Regions from separate parts of the Drosophila melanogaster genome. Here region 2 is linked to region 1. A link is a contact called in public Hi-C data. All regions are on one chromosome and are shown on one strand. Each heading gives the region's core, a stretch centred on a gene start, on an enhancer-like site or on the middle of the called end of the contact. The rest is flanking DNA. Distances are from core to core; before and after follow the strand shown. Region 1 holds the start of Hers (Histone gene-specific Epigenetic Repressor in late S phase). Region 2 holds the start of Rab35 (Rab35,).

Region 1 (5,733 bases), core at 815-3,314:
AATGGGAACGCCAGCTACGAAATGAAAATGGAGGCGGAGTGCCAGAGAATGCATCTCAACTCGAAACTGTCGGTTGGAACATGGAGTATTTAGAGTACCCATCACTTGCTGTTCTTATTTTCAAATAAAAGAATGAATTGTTTTATATCGATTTGGATTTATTTACTCGACTTAAAGATAATCGGCTGGACCTAGAAGGTTTTAACTGAAATGCAGAACAATTTAGATTTGACCTTTACTAACCTTCAAACTACTAACCTATATATTGTACATATGTAAACGCATTTACAATGTTTGAAAAGCTTTCGATACGCAATTATGCGACATATAATATATATAATATAATATAAAAATATAATATAAAAATATAATATAAAAATATAATATAAAAATATAATATATATAATATAATAATATATATATATAATCATAATTACAAAAATTACTATGCACATCATATTGCACATCGCGAAATTCTATTATTTAATCAATTGTTTTGAAGGAGTAATAAGTATGCAATTACAAAAAGTATTTATTTCAAATTGTTTTATTTTACAGGACTCATAAAAAACTCACTAAACTCATTAAAATGCATTCTCCAATTTAAATGTTTGCTATTTCTTAAAATTTGCTTTATCTTAAAATATAAATAAATAAATTCGATGCAAAGCTAAACCAAATTATATTCTTAAGGACTTAAAAGAATGACATACTAGAAATATTCATTGAAAAATTCGTAACGGATAAAAGGAAAGTTAAACATTTTTCATTGTTCCGAAGCGTGGAATTATTTAAAAAACTCGTACCTATGAAAACATTTTAAAAGATCTGTATTCAGAAAATCACACAAAAGATATTAGCTGGTAGCGGGTTAATTGAATTCGGAATTATATTATCACTATAAGCGAGTGATTACTGTATTCCCACCCACTAAGCCCAGTCTTCCTCCCTCTTCCTCTTCCTTTTCCCTTTTCGGTCGCTCTTATTGTTACGTTTGATGGGGGGGGGGGAGATGCCACCGTTAGAAAGCCAAAGTCACTCACCTCTCGCTCGCACCTTCAGTGGCGCTCGCTTGCCGTCCCGCTCGCTCTCACTGCGCTGTGGCCGTTGGTCCGCTGCAGCTAGTGCAACAGCAACAACAACTACAACAACTGCAACTGCTCTGGGAGCCGCAACAACAACAACAACAGCAGCAAGCACGAGGAGAATGGCCAGCGGAGGGCACGAAAATCCGTAGGCCGCCCATCTGCCGACCTTTAATGACGTTTCGCGATGCTTCCTAAGCCGTTTGTTGTTCTCCTACTTTCGGGCGGGCGCACTTTTATTTATGTTTTTATTTATTTGTGGGTGCTGCTCCACTTTGTGGTGAGATTTATTGTTTTTGCCGATCGCGTTTCACTTCAAACTTGTGCGGCGCCTATTTGCATAGAAGTGTGCGTGTGTGAGTGGGTGGCGGGAGGGGCGGGAAAAAACATAAACATAAACATTTTATACACATTTCGTCACAAATAAAGAGGCGCACACACACATACACATGCACTCACGGTGTATCAACAAAAAAAAGCCTCTCTCTCGCTCGCTCCCTCTCACTCTCACTCCCTCTCTTTTACTCTGGCGCTCCCACACAAAACACACTACACAGGCAAAACGGCCAAGCCAGGTGGATTTCTCCGAATTTTCATAGATGCTTTTCGGGCTTTCGCAAGTTATGTTACATGCTTGTTTTAAGATAGGTTACGAGAAAACGAGGAAAAACACTTTTACGAATCCTCCCCCTCTCACGTACACACACAAATGCACCTTACACCCAACAAATACATACGCACGCACACGCACACGTCGAGCGTTTGGCATACGAAAACATGATGCAAACTTTTCCTATTGGAAACCAATTGTGTTTTCCATCTGAATCGGATGGCACCGTGGGCCGAAATATTTACTATTCGCACATAAAAATCGCATCGTACAGGGCTCACTCAATAAACAAATCACAGGAAAAAAAATAAATAACCCAATGCACATTAGAGGTGGAACTAGGACCTATTTCCATGCGATACTATCGATAGATACGTATCAAGTTTTGTTGGTGCTGTGTGTAACGGGCAAGGAGAGCGGATGGCAACTCTTGTCGCGGCGCGTATCTCCGATAGAAGAAAAGGTGGCAGCACAGAATTTATGGGCGCACTGGGTTAGCAGAGGAGCAAGTACTTGCTAAGCGTGAGTGTTTGGCATCCCAGATGTGGAACTTAGTTCCACAAAGTAAAGTAAGTAAATAAGTAAAGGTGGCAACTAATGTCGTAAACAATATTACCGCTTGGGAATCGATTCTTTTCGATTCTAAAAAAGATCGATTAAGTCGAAAAAAACGGCCTTAAATCAATTAATCAGCTTAAAAATTAAGAGGCAGCTCTTATGCTTAGAATTTTTGTTATCTAAAAAAATGCAATGTTAATATATTTTGTAAGATCAATATGTTTTCATAGATTATTTATAATCCACTGGTACGTAGGGGGCAGTACAAATGTGATTAATTTAATTGAGGAATATTACTTTAAGATTAGATTTGTCACCTTATAAAGATAGATAGACATAGCATCGATTTCCTAGTAATGTTATCGATTTCTTCGCCCATCTGAAAATATCGATTAGATCGATTTTGAAATCGAATTGCTCACAGCTCTACTGACAACACCAAAGTGGCTGATTTAAACCATCTGATATTTACTATTTATCCGCAATCCTGACAGAACCATGAACGATCTGAACCTGCGCGTGGCCGCCTTGAAGGTGTGTGCTCACCCCAAGAGATTTGCCGAGCTGCGCGACGCCCTTGTGCCACTGCCCAACACGTGGATTGCCGGTGGGTTGTGGTGGGTCACTTAGTGACCACCAGTAAGCTATGTATAAACATGCATGCTGAGGCTCCAATCGCTTCTCCATTTTCCAGCGCCACATGACTTTGTGCTCCAGTTCGCGGCGGCCAAGAGCAGTGCGGAGCAGGTGCAGGTGGTCAAGGATGTCTTTTACGGGGAGCAGGCGCAAGATCATGAAGATGTAGCCCACTTCCTGGCGGATCTCCTGCTGGCCAGTCCCCTGAAGCACGCCGTGCGCAACCAGCTGACCAAGTACGGTGAGCCCACGGCGACTCAAGCCACACGATCCAACTGGATGTCCTATAGCCGATGATCAATCCCATTTAGACTCTTCTCGGACAATGCGCTGGCCAAACAGAATGCGTCGCCACATCGCAGGCACTCGAAGGAGCACCTGCTGGAGGCTCTGCAGCAGTCGCTCGGCGAAATGGCCAACAGTCTCGCAGTGATCACGCCGCCTGTCAGCCACGAGCGCACCAACGATGTCTTCGTGTCCGCCAACGCCTGCCTGCAGAACTTTCCCTTTGGACGGGAGGCCCTGGGCAAACAGGTGCATCGCTTTGCGCCGCTGCTAACTACCGCCTTGGAGCGCTACTGGGCGGACATTTGGTGCGTCAATCTAATGTATATGATAGCTGCGCACAATGCTGACTCCACAATTACCTTGCTTTAAGACAGTGACCCTACGCTGGAACTCTCGCCAACGCGTCGCAACGAGCTCTACTTGTACGTGCAGAATGCGCTGCGGTTCTTGGTTAGTCTGCTGGCCGAGTGGAGCGACAAGTTGCGCCTGTTCGAGGATCAGCGGTTTCCGGGCACGTCGAATGCGGTGGCCCAAAAGGTGGCTCGCTACTACGACACTCCGTGGGACGTACGCTCCATTGCCGCCCTGCTGATCGGTCACCTGGCTCGGTTTTCCGGAACATTCAAGGCGTATGTCGAAGACTGCTCGAGGCCAAAGGCAGAGCAGGATGTTCCCATACAGATGGCCGCCCTGCTCGTCCTGCGGCCCGTCGATTATACAGAAAACGCTACACTAGCACTGGCTATTCTGAAGAGGATCGTGGCCGTCAGCGAGCTGAAAAGCACCGTGACCAATCTGCTTGTCTTCCTTTCCAAGCATCTGTTCATTTACTCCAAATCGCTGGGCGAGATGCACGCCCATCTTCCTGACGACCAGAAGTTGCTATACCAACGGATCTTGGCACAGCTGCAGGTGTTCGCCCTGCAGAATATCTCCAGTGACACGGACTCCGTGCGCCACATGAGCAGCGCCCTGCTGCACCAGGTGCTGCAGCACGCCCAGGCCGCCGGCCAGGAGGAGCTCTTCCAAGTCGTCTATCGCCAGTTTGAAGATCGTGCTGCATACCTAAATGCCAGTTGCATGGCACTGGAGCAGCTGGTTGCGGTGGCCGGAGTCAGCAAGTCCATCGAGAACTGTCCTTCGCTGTTCGGAGTCATATTCCCGCGCCATCTGGGCTGTGAGGATTGTGTGGATGCCCTGTTCAAAGGCAAGTATCCTTCATTGAATGCAGCCTCGAATCGTGTACTTATTCCTTTTGTTATTATACTTATTAGCCATGATGGTATCGGCCCACAAGACGGAACCCTTCGCCGAGTGGCAGAGCCGGTGGTTCGGTCTGCTTTTGGCGGCAATCCGCGTGCCGGAGAAGCGCCGCCAGGTCATTGAGGAGCTGATCGCACAGGCCGTACAGCTGGAGCCAACGAGACTGGCGCAAGTGCTCCTGCCAGACGACCGGCTGCCGCTTAGCTGCAAGCTGGCGGCGATTCTGGGCGTGAGGCAACTCAGCGCCAGGCGGCAGAATCTGTTGCGTGGCATGAAAGAGGAGGTGGAACAGGCCCTCATCGGACTGGACGACCACACGCGCCTACTGGCGCTGCGATTTCTGGTGGAGACGCCGCGTCCCAGCGAACTTTTAAATGCCGACCAAATGGGCGCCATTGAACTTTACGTGCGGCACAATGCCAACAATCCTAGCGCCCATCTGCGGCAGCTAGGCTACGGTCTGCTGCAGAAGGCCCTCAAGAGAGTCCATTTCGGCCTGGTCGAGTACCGGAAGAGCCGCACGCCGGCGTCGCAGGAGGTGCTCCAGTTCCTAATACGGCTTATCCGCACTCTCGCGCAGAATCTGTTTCCCACGGCGAACTACGGACGACGCTGGCTTTCGCTGCGCTTGCTGCGCGATTGCCTGGAGTTAAGCGAGATGGTGGGCATAACGTTCAGCGAGTTGGGAATAGAGCTGCCCACAGAGGCACTGATGGCCTGCTTGGGCGACAGCTACGAGCACAACAAAGTGCTGGCCGCTCAGCTGCTGGAGCGATTTCAATCCCATTCCCTCTTCAAGCCGGATGAGATGATCGAGCTGCTGCTCTCCCTCAGGCCATCGGACTCCGCCACCGGAGCCTTCCAGCTGCAGGTCTATTGCAAAGCCAGTCGAGTGCAAAGCGAGATGCCCACGCCAACGCACGGTGGCACAATCCACGAGCCGCTTACCTTCAGGGCATTGCAGTGGTGCCTGCAGCACTTGAGGGAGGGCCTGCGTCTCGCCCAGCTTGATCTTGGCGAGGCGGCCAAGCTGAACCCTTTGTACGGCCTGCTTTTTGCCAGCCGGCATCTGCTGCAGCAACTCAAACTCAAGGAACTGGCGAAAGAGCCTCAGTGGAGGCAGTACATAGACGAGCTAGTGACCATGTGCCTGGCAGTCAGCAGCGTAGTGCTGCCTGTGGTCAGCAGCGCTTCCCCCGAAGGCCACCTGCCCGAAACCTGCGACCAGGAGACGGATCAGCCGCTGACCAACGTGCTCGACCGTCAGTTGAGCCGCGAGGAACTGCTGCAGGT
Region 2 (6,088 bases), core at 1,124-3,623, 290 kb before region 1:
GCCCAGAACCAGTTCTGCGACACGTACAACTCGTTCTGCCATCAGCATGTGCTGGTGCCTCGAAACCGTCCGGTGTTCAAGAATGACGAGGAATGTCTCCTATGCGCGGAGGACGTGGTTGCCAAGGGCGAGCGCTTCAGCGTGGTGACCTGCCTATACGCGCCGTGCTGCCGCAATGGATGGTTCCACCGCAGGTGCCTGCAGCGCTACGCCAACTCGTCCGGCTACTTCTTCAAGTGCCCGCTGTGCAACAACACAGATGTGTTCCGCAGGGTGGCTTATATGGGCATCGCGGTGCTGGACCAGTAAGTTAAAACCTACTACATTTGGAGCAAACAAGCCCAACTAACCAGTACTTGTATTCCGCAGAGACGCTTCCTGGGAGACCGAGCCGGACGCCTTTGCTGGGCAGTACCGCCGCGATGTCAATTGTACGGCCGCGTTGTGCGTTGCGGTCTCTGGTCGCGCCGACACTTCCGCCATGCTGCTGTACTGCACCTCATGTGGCGCCAATCCGTCACATTACCTTTGCACGTTGAAGACTCTCCAAAACTACGTCTGCAAGGTTTGCTCAGCCGTCAGCCCGGAGGCAGTGCCCGTTGCCGAATCGGACTCGGATGACGCCGGCTCAATGGACGACTCGGCCGAAGCCCCACGTCCAGGTCACCTAAATGGTGATCAGATTCAAGAGAAGCTATCACCCTCCCATTGGGATGATTTCGGCTCCTCCGACGATGATGCCGTCTTTCAGCGTGCGTTCGATACCAAAGTGCAGAGTCGCGTGGTGACCCTCTCCGATGATCAACCATCTACTTCTGCGGGGGCACGCGCTTTAGCCGATCGTGGAACTCGCACATTTGAATCACAGGGAACGCAAACAACATTTCTCTCAAGTGTAGTAACCTCGTTTCGCTCTGCTACTGCAACTGCGACATCATCCACATCCACATCCACATCCACATCCGCATCGACACTTGATAACCAAGAAAACACTGAGCCGTCCACATCGAATGGACGTCGTCCCTGGCGCCCTAGATACGTCTCGCCGCCTAGACACGTGTCGGATAGCGATGACGATAGTGATGAATATGATAGTGATGAATATGAGTCGAAGAGGCGCCAACTTACGCCCACTGCCGCTGCGCCGTCGAATGGCAGGCGTCTGTTGGGCTCCATCTCGCCGGAGCCGAGCACTCCTGCTCCACGTGTCTTACGTCGCCGCACTTTGGCCAACAGGCCTTCCTCACTCGCCAACATGGATATATCCTGTGTGGCCAATAGGACCCGCCACCGCTTGTCCAACCACATGGCCAGCCGCAAGGATTAGGAGAACAGATGACATTACAATAGATCACACTCGCACAAATCCATGTACACGGCAAGATCAATATGGATATATCCTGAGTGGGCAGGATACCCGCAGGGACTAGGAGAACAGATGACAACATCACGATACATAACACTTGCACATTCCATTAACCATCACATCGACTAGGTTGTGGACCAAATGCGTGCGTTTGGTTCGCACCCGTTATTCTCTATTTTCCGCCTTTTGTACATATAAAATTCCATTAAAATCCTGTTCTCCTAGCGGTATTCGCTAATAAGATGCATTTACCATTTATTTGCTTTGTTAAGTAAGCTAAGTAAGTGCTCCTTTCCACACGTATAAATAACTTGTATACATATTTACTTTAAGTAGCTGTAGACATTATTTTCCCCATCTGACTTTCTTTTCAGCAGCTCGCAGTGCCTACATTATTTCAATTACTCTAAGCATTACATTTTTTTGACTAGCGATCTAAGAATCCCTGAATCCAGTATCTGTATCAAGAATCCCAGTATCTGAACGCTAAAATGAAATAAATAAAATTAAAATATTTGAAAAATAAGTTAGAATGATTTTATTTGGATGTTGAAAAAACTTCTCAAAAGTTGTAAACTACGAATACTCACTTTCATTAAGAGTATAGCGTTTTGCTTCTAGTTAATACCCGCTACAAATCGGTATGAAAGTATATAATATTTAGTTTTTTTTTTGGTATTAATATAATATGGGCTTTATAAGTGATTATTTGAAGATTTTTTAAAAATCGCGCCATTCATAATAAATAAGTGCTGGATATGGCCAAAAGTTTATGCACAGGTGGCAACGTTAGCAACCCGCTAAACGGCAACACTTGCGATAATGTTCTCTAAATATATCGATACATATTGATATTAAAAAAAATTGCCAGTATTAATTTATTAAACTAATTTAATTTTTTGAGTGGGCACATTGCATATTTAGTTACAGAAAAATTCGACTTTATGCTCCGGCTAAATGAATCGATGTTTGTGGGGTACTATCTATCCTAAACTATCGATAGCATAAACATCGCATTTGGTTCCGTCTCTAGTGTGGGTGCGTTAGCAATAGTTTATCCAGAATATGAATTAACCAGAATTAATCCGCAACGCCGACGCCCACAAATTCCCACAAATCGTCGTCCTTTCAGCGCTGCAAGAGCAACCCGGAAGCTGGAAAGTTCGAGACCGCCGAGAAGCCCAATATAAATTCAACAGTCAGCCAGAGCTTCACTCCTGTGTGTGTGTGCGTGCGTGCGTATGTGTTCGTGTGTTGTGTCTGTGCTACAGTGTTGGAGAGAGCGAGACGCACGATTGCGAGGGAGTCGAGCTTTGCGAAAATTTGCCAGCCTATATTGAAATATTTTCGGCACCAAATCGCCGTCTTATCCGCCAGCAAGCCATTGGATCTGATGGAAATGAGCCTGCCGCTCGATTTCTCTTCGCAAATCCGCTGTTAAAGCAAAAGCAACAATTGTACCAGTGGAGCCAAAAAAAGAGAAACACACCTACCTAATCAAAGGAAATTAAATAACAAGGCGGCGGCAACAACACTTACATAAATTAACTCGCAACGCAACAACACTAATAACTATAGCTTATCACACAGCAACAAAAACATCAGCAACAGCAGCAAAAACAACAACAACAACAGACCAGCAGCCAGAAAGAACAACAGCTTATCTCAGATATTCAGCCGGCTGCACCAGTGCGAGCGAGAGGGTCGTAGCTTGGGGCGAAAGAGAGGGCGCTTCCGAGAGAGTGCGAAAGAGAGAGAGAGAGAGAGTAAGCGCAGGGAGTGTGCTCCTGTGTGTGTGAGTGTGGGAGCAGGCAGCAGAAAAAAAGAAAACAAAAGTATATTTTGCATTGTTCGACGCGCCTAACTGTAAATATAAAAGCACTTGCAAAAACAAGGAAAAACACAGAAAAACAGCGAAAAAACGTCGAAAAATGGCACGCGGCTTCGATCATCTATTCAAGTTGCTAATAATCGGCGATAGCGGTGAGTTTCCCAGGCATTCCCGTTTCCCACAGACCAGGTGCTTAAAAATAGCATCGAGTTGAAAATAGCAGGTGTAAATTGCAATTTGTCCCCGTTTCCTGGCCAAAAACGCAGTTGTCTCCACCTCCCTTTCGCATTACTGCATCTGATTACCATTAATGTATGTTACATTTAAAATGCTAACGCCAACATGGCGTATGAGTAATGTTGTTTTCAGTTTCCATAATACTTTCAACATTCGTCAGCTTCTTGTTTCTATACTCAATGTTTTTGGCATACTCAACATGTGTTAGGTTGTACTAATTTTATATATTTAATCATAAATGCAAAAGCACTTTATATCAGTCCTGTCCTCCTCCTAACGTAGCTATCTACATATTCATTTGGGCGTATTTCGAGAAAGGTGGTCTGGCTCGGGCAAAACCAGGCTCATGACTAATGGTGACGCACTGGCAGGATATACAGCTTGATATGCGAGCAGACCAGCTGCGGCGGTAACCGGAGCAGGAGAACACTCCCCGCTCCACAGCAATGTCATATGCCGAATGGGCTTACTTGTGTGTAGTAACGATATCACATTTTTGTAATACGAATCCCATTCCATCTTTCCATCTGATCCCCTGCAGGCGTGGGCAAGTCGTCGCTGCTCATCCGGTTCTCGGACGACACATTCTCAGGCAGTTACATCACCACCATCGGCGTGGACTTTAAGATCCGCACCGTGGACATCGAGGGCATGCGCGTAAAGCTGCAGATCTGGGACACGGCCGGGCAGGAGCGCTTCCGGACAATCACCAGCACCTACTACCGCGGCACCCACGGCGTCATTGTCGTCTACGACGTCACGAACGGCGAATCCTTTGCGAACGTCCGCCGCTGGCTGGAGGAGATCCAGAATAACTGCGATGTGGTTAAAAAAGTATTAGGTGAGCCTATATCGTATTACGCACAGAATTGGTTGACCCGTACTGAGAAGTAGTTGTTGGCTATGCCAAGCGGAGCTTAATTAGTAGACAACTTACATTATCGATATAGACTCATGTTTCGATTCCTCAACAGTGGGCAACAAGAACGACGATCCGGACAGGAAGGTGGTCATTACCGAAGACGCGCAGCGGTTTGCGAAACAAATGGACATCGAGCTATTCGAGACATCTGCCAAAGACAACATAAACGTGGAGAACATGTTCTTGTCGATTACGCGACAGGTGCTCGATCACAAGCTGCGCACCTCCCCCAACGAGCAGCAGAAGGACACGCTCCATCTGAAGCCCAATCCCAAGGGCAGCAAGGGTGGGAAGTGCTGCAGGTGAAAGCGGCTCCGGCACGGGAGCTGGCATTGCAACTGGACCGACGGCGACGGCGGCGGCGGCGGCGGCGGCGGGACGGGAATTGGAACTGAAATTAGGACCAGGACCTGGATCAACTTCGGGGGCGGACGGAATCGTTGTGGGGGCGCGTAGTTTGTAGGGTTCTTGGCTTACGATTCGACACAGACACTCACTCACATAGACATAGCTAACACCACCAAACAACCAACAACAAGAAACCACACAAAGCAAACAACACGAGACAACTGAACAACACTCACACCCACTAGAGACAACAATTTTTTTTGTTTTGTTTTTTTTTTTCCTCCTCAGTTTTATTCGGAATAATGCCAGATAGCCGTAAATTAAAGTGTAAAAGTGTAAAGCGCAATTAAATGTATTTAGCAATTTATATACATATTAATATATACATACATAAACAAAATTGAAACAAATTGCATATTTATATACAAGAATATATTTATATTTCAAACGGAAAATTGTATTTACAATAACAAGAGCGACCGCAGGAAAAGGCACGAGGACGCAAACGCCTCGCTCGCTAGCTAAGCTACGAAACACATTTATAGAAATATATAAATATATATACATAGATATACATATGTGGGGAGATCAAATTATTGGCTTCCGATCGCGACTCTCCACTTTTAATACTCCCATAGTTTAAAATTTAAAAACGAAAGCTCTGATCTGCCGACTATCAATCGCGAAAGACACGTTTTGAATGAATCTGAAATTTTATTTGCTTGGAGTGATGCTTTTAAACATTTCGTTGCTCTCGGAAACTGCCTTACTTGTTAAGATTTCATTTGATATTATTGCCGCCATTCCGTGATTGATTTAACTGGATAAACTAAAGAACTTCAGGGACTGTTTCCAATTCTTTTGGATGTGCTTGCTTAAAATGAAAAACCTGAAACTGTCAGCCAATATGATTTCCAATGCAAATTTTCTGAAGAGAAATAGTTGTAGGTAATGTTTGTATCTATTCGAAAACCGGGGAACCAATACTCCAATTCTCTGATATTATATACATACATTACATATGTACCCTCAGAAAGAATAAAGATTGATCTTTGGAAAAACACGATTACTTGCGCTCGGACTGTAATTCAAAACCATGTTTTTAATCCATAGCTATGTTGAATATGTCCAAAATGTAGCCACTTTTCATTTAAGTCCTTAGGCATTGCTGATTTAAAATTAAATAAGATATGATTGGCAATCAACATTTTGTGGCATTCTTTTATGCCACAAATGCATTTAATACATCGCTACATTTGTATTGTATCTAAGTTAAAAACGCACCAAATCGCACTGCAAGCACGTTCGTTATTTTTGGTAAACTTTCCCGATTTTACAATTTTTGTTAGCTTCTAAAAGTAGTTGCATACTCTTCGGCGACTCT

Evidence for each region. Hi-C and Micro-C count contacts between places; a contact is called where the count stands out from the background.
Region 2: a Hi-C map of the Kc167 cell line shows a contact between it and region 1, with 2.3 times the contacts expected there. The contact joins the promoter of Rab35 here to the promoter of Hers in region 1. A contact is called at or near these places in 21 of 107 Hi-C or Micro-C datasets (the D17-c3 cell line, the Kc167 cell line, the ML-DmBG3-c2 cell line and 11 more) and 3 of 6 datasets of contacts at active chromatin or transcription factors (all in the Kc167 cell line).

What each region holds. Positions count from the first base shown.
Region 1 is chrX:19,862,477-19,868,209 of dm6, reverse strand. Hers (Histone gene-specific Epigenetic Repressor in late S phase) reads right to left here and starts at 2,064. Exons shown (of 9, transcript NM_001272807.1): 1 at 1,968-2,064; 2 at 1,044-1,417. It overlaps THADA (THADA,), which reads left to right and starts at 2,686. Exons shown (of 7, transcript NM_134517.3): 1 at 2,686-2,860; 2 at 2,948-3,125; 3 at 3,201-3,482; 4 at 3,552-4,384; 5 at 4,452-5,733. The coding sequence starts at 2,752.
Region 2 is chrX:20,156,157-20,162,244 of dm6, reverse strand. It overlaps Rab35 (Rab35,), which reads left to right and starts at 2,373. Exons shown (of 3, transcript NM_001272810.1): 1 at 2,373-3,349; 2 at 3,976-4,275; 3 at 4,409-6,088. The coding sequence starts at 3,298. The coding sequence ends at 4,662. Phf7 (PHD finger protein 7) reads left to right here. Exons shown (of 4, transcript NM_001272812.1): 3 at 1-305; 4 at 370-1,890. The coding sequence ends at 1,327.